Linked DNA regions of Mus musculus: region 2 is linked to region 1. A link is a contact called in public HiChIP or PLAC-seq data. All regions are on one chromosome and are shown on one strand. Each heading gives the region's core, a stretch centred on a gene start, on an enhancer-like site or on the middle of the called end of the contact. The rest is flanking DNA. Distances are from core to core; before and after follow the strand shown.

What was found. HiChIP or PLAC-seq counts read pairs in DNA pulled down with a chosen protein or histone mark.
Region 2: an H3K27ac HiChIP or PLAC-seq map of T-cell acute lymphoblastic leukemia shows a contact between it and region 1, with 3 times the contacts expected there. The contact joins two enhancer-like sites. A contact is called at or near these places in 1 of 484 Hi-C or Micro-C datasets (the G1E-ER4 cell line), 1 of 115 datasets of contacts at active chromatin or transcription factors (T-cell acute lymphoblastic leukemia) and 1 of 9 other capture datasets (embryonic stem cells).

What each region holds. Positions count from the first base shown.
Region 1 is chr9:56,874,572-56,878,820 of GRCm38.p6, reverse strand. The region is part of intron 1 of Cspg4 (chondroitin sulfate proteoglycan 4); the gene reads right to left. Among named protein-coding and RNA genes, the nearest start is that of Cspg4, 12 kb to the right of the region's middle. Within about 2 kb of position 1,345, at least 53 of the 459 cell types and tissues checked have an H3K27ac peak or open chromatin away from gene starts, as enhancers often do. A contact at or near this core is called in T-cell acute lymphoblastic leukemia, where this site is marked.
Region 2 is chr9:57,665,743-57,669,420 of GRCm38.p6, reverse strand. No RefSeq gene overlaps it. Among named protein-coding and RNA genes, the nearest start is that of Cyp1a2, 16 kb to the left of the region's middle. Within about 2 kb of position 2,005, at least 22 of the 459 cell types and tissues checked have an H3K27ac peak or open chromatin away from gene starts, as enhancers often do. A contact at or near this core is called in T-cell acute lymphoblastic leukemia, where this site is marked.

The DNA of each region.
Region 1 (4,249 bases), core at 96-2,595:
GTGTGTGTACATGTTTGTCTATGTGTTTGTGTGTTGTACACATGTGTATGCATGAACTCCTGTGCACGTTCATATGTGTGTGTGCACAAGCTCATGTGTGCATGCATGTGTATGTGCATATGTGTGTGTTCGTGTGTGTATGCATGAGCTCATACACAAGTGCATGTGCATGTGTATGTGCGCATGCATGTACGTGCTCATGCATGAATTGGGGAGGGATCAGCATATCTGGATAGGATGTGTAGTCGGGTATGGGGTAAGTGAGGATGCTGGATCCTGGGTACAAAGACTGATAGAACTGTGCGTTCAGGATCCCAGTTGGCCAGGATTGAAGGATAATCTACCAGATCTGCCCCCTCCTAAGAACACTTGGCAAGAGCAAATCTGCCTGGTGGGCCTAGCTGGGCGGCTATCTCCTCCTAAATCTCCTCCCCACATACTCTCCATCAGCACATCCCACCCCACGGAAAGGCCAGGCCATCATCTTGAAGCAGGCTCTCATCTTCCCTCACCTCTGCTACTCTGAAGGTGAAGTAGGACAGATTCAGGTCAGACCACAGGGACAATGGCCTTCATAGGCATGGCACTGAGTTATGGCCAAGTCTGCAGCTCTCACTGTTCAGAGCTGCCCAATGGTGGAAGACTGTAGGCCATCGAGGCTCTTCAGTTATCCTCACTTGATTCCAGCCTCCCCGGCCATGTGAACAATAGTAGGCAAGTTACAATCACACAGGGTTGGAATGTAGAGCTGTCCTCCCTCTCAGGAGACAAGACCTCATCCCAGGGCAGTGTTGGACCACCAAGCACGGTGAGGTAATGACCTCATGACTACCATGAACGAGCATCAAGAGACTTCTGCTGGGCTCACCATAGTCTCCATTCCCTCATTCCAAGAACTCTGAGGCCACAAGAACCACACTCGGACCTTGACTCTCTTATGGACTCTTAGGTTCCCTGAAAGTCCAAAGAGGCCAGAACAGAACAGTTTCCTCAATTATTGCCTGAGCTCTGGCTCTGGCTCTGGCACCAGCCTCAGCTGCTGGCCCTCTAAACAACCACTATCAGTCAGCCATGCTGAGGGGTCAGCCATGCTGAGGGGCATATACTAAAGATGATCTCAGAGTATCGAGGCCTATAAGGAGGATGAGAGTTCCCGGAGGAGAGGAGGAGTGGTCTCGGAGAGCCCCTGTGAGCTCTGTAGGGGCAGGACTAGTGTCGGGGCTTCCAGCCACACATGCCAACCCTGGGGCCATGCTGGGCACAAGAGGAAGTAGGAGGGAAAATGAGAGGTTTTGATGGAACCAATCGCTCAGGGTCCACCCAGGCTGGAGGCTGGGACAGGGAGGAAGTGGGGCTCAATGGAGTCTTTGTGAAGCTCCACCACTCCTCAGCCTCAGGCAAAGAGGGTGGGGCTAGTGTGGTACGGAACAATTTCAAGAGGCTTTTCTCTGCCTTATAATTTTCCTCCTTGTTCAGATGGGTGGATTTCCAGGACCTTTGCCACTTTCCCTAACCCCTGCTGGCCAGGCCCTAGTGGGTGTGAGATTCCCATCTCAGTGGGTCCAGCCTGGGATAAGGCCACTGGCACGCAAGAGAAAAAGAAGGGACCCTCCCCAGCCCTAGCAGGGTCTGAGAAGACACTGAGGCCTAGAGAGAGGTTCACAGGCACAGAGGCCAGGTTGGGGCTGAAGTCCCTGTGGGCGCGGCTCCAGAGCTGGGTGCTGTGGGTGCTGGCAAGGAGGTGTGTGCACACAGAGGTGGTGGCTGGAGCATCTGCACTTGCACTGGCTGGGGAGGGAGGAGGGTGTGAGGGCTGGCTGGCAGTCTGCCCGGGGAAGACACACTTTTTCCCTTCTTGTCTCCCTGAGGCTCCCTCTGTCAGGGTCGGGTGGAAGTGGGAGGAGTGGAGGGCCGGAGGGAACGCATCTGCTTTGGCTGGCAGGGTGAGGCGGCCTGGCTTCTCCTGGAGCAGCTGCGGGTGGGCTCTGGGAGCTGCTGGGAAGGGAGGGGCTGGCGAGATGTGGCCCAGTCTTCTCAGAAGCCGGTGGGTGATCAAGTGCCAGTCCTGCCCACTGGGGACTTGGAGATCAGGGAGGGTGGGAAGTAGAGGGTCTAGAGACTAAGCAAGGGTGGAAGCTACTTGGAGAGTGTCTGTTGGGCCTAGCCCCCTTGCAGTCAGGGCTCAGATGTCAGTGTCCCTTAGTGTCAAAGGCCAGCCATGACAGGGGGTATTGCTACAGGGCTATTGGGAAGGTGTCTTTGAGCTTCCTGATCTGGAAAGCTGGGTTTGAAGATAGTGAGTGTGTGAGCTGGGGTGGGGAACAATGACTGGGCCTGGACAGTGATGAACTTAAAAGCTTAGTGGCAGAACAGGCTGTGTTCCTCGGAATAGCATGTCTATCTAACGTTTAGGGAAGAAGAGGGGGAGACCTGGAGGTAGATTTAAGGATCATCAGTTTCCTAAAACACACACAAACACAGACAGACAGGCAGGCAGGTGGACAGACAGACAGACAGACCGACACACACACCTCAACTCAGAGACCTGATCACCTACATTCTCTCTGGTCTCGGTCTTTCCATCTGTGAAAGAGGGCTGAGATGGGGGGAACAATCCATGCCTGGATTCAGGTCAGCCCAGACATGAGTGGCTGATAGGAAGCTGTGGTCACTAAAGTGGGTCTTGAGCATCAGCTTTGGTCCTCTGGTTGCAAACTTGTGTGTGTGTGCTAGATGTGTGTATGTGTGTGTGTGCTAGATCAAACCAGGGCCTTGCTCATGCTAAGCATGTGCTTTACCATTGAGCAGCACCTCCATGTGTCAAAAGTTTTTCAGCGTAGGCCCCAGGCTTGTGTCCCTGCCTAAGACTCTCCGACATCCACAGGGTCTATGGAAGGGTAGACAGAGGAAGCATCCGTAGGTAGAAGAGTAGAAATCAAAAGGAGGTGACATTTGGCCCACATGAGAATTTTCTTCTTAAAACACTTTATTTTTCTATGTGTATGGGTGTTTACCTGCATGTATGTCTGGGCACCATATGCATGCAGTCCCTGTGGAGGCCAGAAGAGGGTGTCAGATCCCCTGGGACTGGAGTTACGGCCAGTTGTGATTTTTGTGGGGGTGTTGGAAACCAACCTCAGGTCCTCCTGAAGAGCAGCCAGTGTTCCTAACATCTGAGCCACCTCTGCAGTCCTGAGGGTTTTCTATCAAGGAGATCTCTCTCACACGGGCAGAGTAGCAAAATATCATACTGGCCAGTGCCCAGCCATCAGAACCTGTGGTTACAAGGTTGGGTCCAGAACCCACAGGGTCTCTGCTAAGAGCTTGAGGTCTACTTAGGCATTGCACATGGGCCTGCCTCCTGTTAGCATTGGTTCTCACTGAGATTTCCTGCCACCTGGAGCTCTCAGGAGTGGAAATTCTACTTTTGCTACAATGTACCCATTTTTGCTTCTCTAGCCTTAGGCATGGATGGTCTCTTTTGCTGGGTACTCAGGCCCTTGGATATCTGGGCCAGAAACTCCCATGTCCAACCCCACTCATAGCAAAAAGGCTGCTCACTGGCCCAGTAAAGACCCCACGACCCAGCCACTGTAGATAGAAACTGAGTTCTTCTTGGACCCACTCTTTCCTCCCTGGTCAGAGTCAAGAGATATCCATTTTCATCTATCCTGCCTCTAAGTTCTCCCTTAAATTAATCTCCCTTCCCACTGTGTCGTCCCACAAGTCAGATCACCACTATCCTATGCCTGTCTTAGTTAACTTCCTGCCTTCCCCTACAAGGAGTAGCCACAGTTAAACCGATTTGCACAGCATCCTCCCTGGCCTGGAAGCTTTGGGTGGCTCTCCACCCCATGATCAGGCTCCAAACCCCAAGCATGATGTGGAAGGTCCTAGGTGACCTTGCTCCTATCCACAGCCTTCCCCCTCATCGACCCTGATCGTTCTAGGTCCCAGCCTTGCTGGACCTTGGGATTTTCTGCCCAAATCTAGGTGATACCTACACCTTGTTTTGGATCCAGCTCTTTTCGTCCCTCTCTCTGAGGACAGGTCTTATGCTCCCTCACCCTGTCTCATAGCCAAGGCACCTTCGTTTTATTTAGGGTGCAGATAATCAACTGTGGCTTGGGGACCTGTACCACCTCTCTGTGTTGACACTGTGAGTCTCAGGCATTAGACTGACCTTGTGTGATGGAGAGAGATGGGGAGGGGTGTGTAAAGGGCGTCCCCTAGCCGGTCCAGGTAGCAC
Region 2 (3,678 bases), core at 756-3,255, 790 kb before region 1:
AAATTGCTTAGGTGAGCCTCCACCCCCAACCCAGCTGGAAATTTTGATTCAGTGGTGGGATAAGGTAGGAAGTTAATCACAATATCCAGAACTACCTTAGGAAGTGAGCCTGATACAATAGGCCCACAGGAAATAATGTCACAGAAGAAAGCTAGCAGAGGTGCACAAGGGTTGCCAGTTGTCACCTTGCTGATCTCTCTACTAACAGTAAAACCCAGCTCACTCCAGTTCTCAGAGGGGCCTGAAGACCCCAAGCCAGGTTCTACTGACAATTCCACAGCGTGACTCCACCGCTTTGATTCCATAGTAGTTCACCCTTTTGGAAGGGATCTGTGGCCCTAAGCCAGGTGGTCCTTCCTGGTCCTTTTATCCTCAGGGTCATCTCTCTCTCAGTATCCCTTCATCCCGAGGCAGATAAACCTAATCACTAAGTTTCCTCTCACCCAGATCTGTCATGTAAATTTCTTCCTAAGGCCATTCACTTCCCAAGCAAGGATTTTCCAGTTGGCAAAGGAATCTATGGATGAACTAAGGTATCTGGAACCAGATGTGAGTGCGCCTCGAACAAGAAAATAGATGCTGCTTCTCCTAGACCAGGGAGAAGAGGCTGTCCTGGGCCAGCAGTTAAAGAGGTGTTCCAGCTCGGCAGGGGGAAGCGGAAAGTGAAAAGCAGGTGGTTGGCTCCCCAACTCTCAGTGACCCCCTCAGCGAGCTCCCTAAGGCCCTGCTCTCTGATTATCAGGACACAGGATCCTCTGGTCTGGTAGCTCTCAGGTTATATAGCAGGGACATTTCTAGGCAAGGACTACACCTGGTGCACCTCACACCATGCTGAGGAGGAAGGCAGCCTCTGGTCTTTGCTGAGGCCACCTGTGCTCTCCCAAGGACAGACAGTAAGGTGACATTTGTTTGCTTTTTCCTGCCCCTCCCTACCTTCACCTCTGCACTTCTGTCCTGGGCCAGCAGTTAAAGAGGTGTTCCAGCTCGGCAGGGGGAAGCAGAAAGTGAAAAGCAGGTGGTTGGCTCAAATTCTCTAGCCAGTTGCATAACCTGGCTTTTCTCATCTTGCAATTGAGGATAATAGGTCTACCTCACAGGGCTGCTAAGAGGCTTAATGAGATAGTATGTATAAAGTGTCAGGCCTCACGTGAGTGGACAGAGAGAGAGAGAAAGAGAGAGAGAGAGAGAGAGAGAGAGAGAGAGAGAGAGAGAGAGAGAGAGAGAGCATCCTTCAAGACTTGCACCCTCTTCACTGGGGTCTTGCCAGGGCCCAGGCTTAGCTCACTTCCTCCACTCCTACCCACCCAAAAGCTAGGGAGGGCTGGGAGGGGGGTGGATAGCGTGCCAGGGAACAATAGGCCCATAACCCCTTCCGGTCCATCGCGTGAGAAGGAACTTCGTGAGAAGGAGCTTCGGGAAGGAAACTCATCTCCCAGTGGGAGAGGCCACCGCCCCCTTGTTGCCAGCCCTGTGGGAGTTTCAGGACCCTCTCTCTGTTCCAGGCCTCGCCCCCACTCCCCGCATCTGTAGTCTACATCACCTGGACTGGCTCCCTACGTGCCTTCCTTCAGAGAAGAGCATCCGAGCTAGGCACCCTGACTCCCTGTCTGCAGCTGGGAGTCCCTGGAGCCCAGGATCTGCTCTCACTTGGCTTTCTGTGTCCTGGCCCAGAGCGGCCTCTATGAGTGCTAAGCGCTGACCAACAGAAGGAGTGGCCTAGTAAAGGAAGGCAAGTCTGGAGACCATTGGGGCCCCGAAGTTAAGCCAGGAGAGATAAGAGAAGGATCCAGCATAGACAGGCCAAAGTTCCTGCCCTTTACATAGGGACAAAGTAACAGCCCCCAAAATGCCTCCCCAAAGCTGACGGCTGGAAGTGAGGACATTCGGATACTTCTAATGCTCAGCTCACCACTTCATGTAAGGAAGAGCATTAGCCCTCTCACCTACACTCCCAACTCTGCAAGCATTTTCTACTGTCAGACTGGGAGCCCTTAGAGACGGGAACAGGGCAGGAAGACAGCTAGCTCTCCCACTCTACCTACCCACATCCGGCTGCTAGCTCAAAGGAACCCCTCCAGACAGGCTGCTAATCAAGAACTCTGGGGCTCCATTTCTACACATAGAAGACATGGTAAGGGTTGGAGCCTGGCTGAAACTAGCCCTGCCCTGGCCCTCCTGATCTGGGTTATATAAACAGAGCCTCAGTTTTTGGTTTTTCGAGACAGGGTTTCTCTGTGTAGCCCCCTGGCTGTCCTGGAACTCACTCTGTAGACCAGGCTGGCCTTGAACTCAGGAATCTGCCTGCCTCTGCCTCCCGAGTGCTGGGATTAAAGGTGTGCACCACCACTGCCCTGCCTGAAGTTTCACTGAAGCTCTTCTCCATTTCCTCGCTGTCACCCCCAAAACTCTGGACAGGAACTCTGCTCCTCTGTGCATGGTCTCGGTGTCACCAGTTCCAAGACTCCCCAACCTCAAGTGTGACCATTGCCAGGGAGCAGAGGAAGCAAAGGCTTCCCAGGTCTGAGTTAGTCACCTCCCACGGCCACCTCCACGGAGTTCTCAGGGCTCCAGCTAGAGGCTCCTAGGGCCTGAGGACACAAGAATGACAAACACACCCACCAACCCACGCCCAGTCTCAGGCACATACACACCTGCCTGGCACGCTGACCCACTTGAATGCACACCTGGCGCACTCACGCACATACACCTGGCTGCACTTGCCACAGAGTAGACCCAGTGCAGCTCAAGCCTTGTGCACACACCCCACCCCCACCCAGGCTAGCAGGGGCTGCGCAATTCCACTTCCCACTTGGCCATGCCAGAACTCTGTCAGGCGGCCCCAGGAATTAGGAGCCTTTTTTTTTTTCCTACTTGGGATTAAACCTGTGGCCTTGCCTAGGCTAGGTGGTATTTCTAACCAACCATATTTTAAAAAATTTTTTGTGATCATGTGTGTATGATGAGCAAGGGAGTATGCCACAGCATACATGTGGGAGTCAGAGGTCATCCAAGAATCCACTTTCTCCTGTCACACTGATCCCAGGAGTAGAACTCAGGTCTTCAGACTTCACAGCAAGTGTCTCTGCCATCTAAGCCATCTCAAAGGCTTAGTTTTATGTATGTATGTATGTATTTATTTTTGGAGTCATGTGGTCCAGGCTAGACTGGAACTTATTGTGTAGATGAGGCTGTCTCTGAATTCCTGATCATCCTGCCTTCATCTCCCAAACGCTAGGGTTACAGGAGAATGACACCTCCCCTCTTCTCTCTCTGTCTCTGTCTCTCTCTTGACATTGTCTTTCTATATAGCCCTGGCTATCCTAGAACTTGATTTACAGACCAGGCTAGCCTCCAACTCACAGCAATCCTCCTGTCTTAGCCTCCCCAGTGCTAGGATTATGGGAATACACTGCACAGCTAGCAAAAACAAAAACAAAAATCCCCCACTATATACATATTTAATTTTAATTTTGGGGGGTGAGTGGGTTTTGAAGTAGGGTAGCCCAGGCTGATACGGAAGTCACACCATTCCTGTCTCATGTTCTGGATAGCCACAATGACAAGCACAAGCCACCGTGCAAGACATTTTAAAAATAATAAAACTTTATTATTCATTCACTCATTTACTTATTTGTTCATTTTGTTTTCTTGAGACACAGTCTCATACCAGAATCTCAT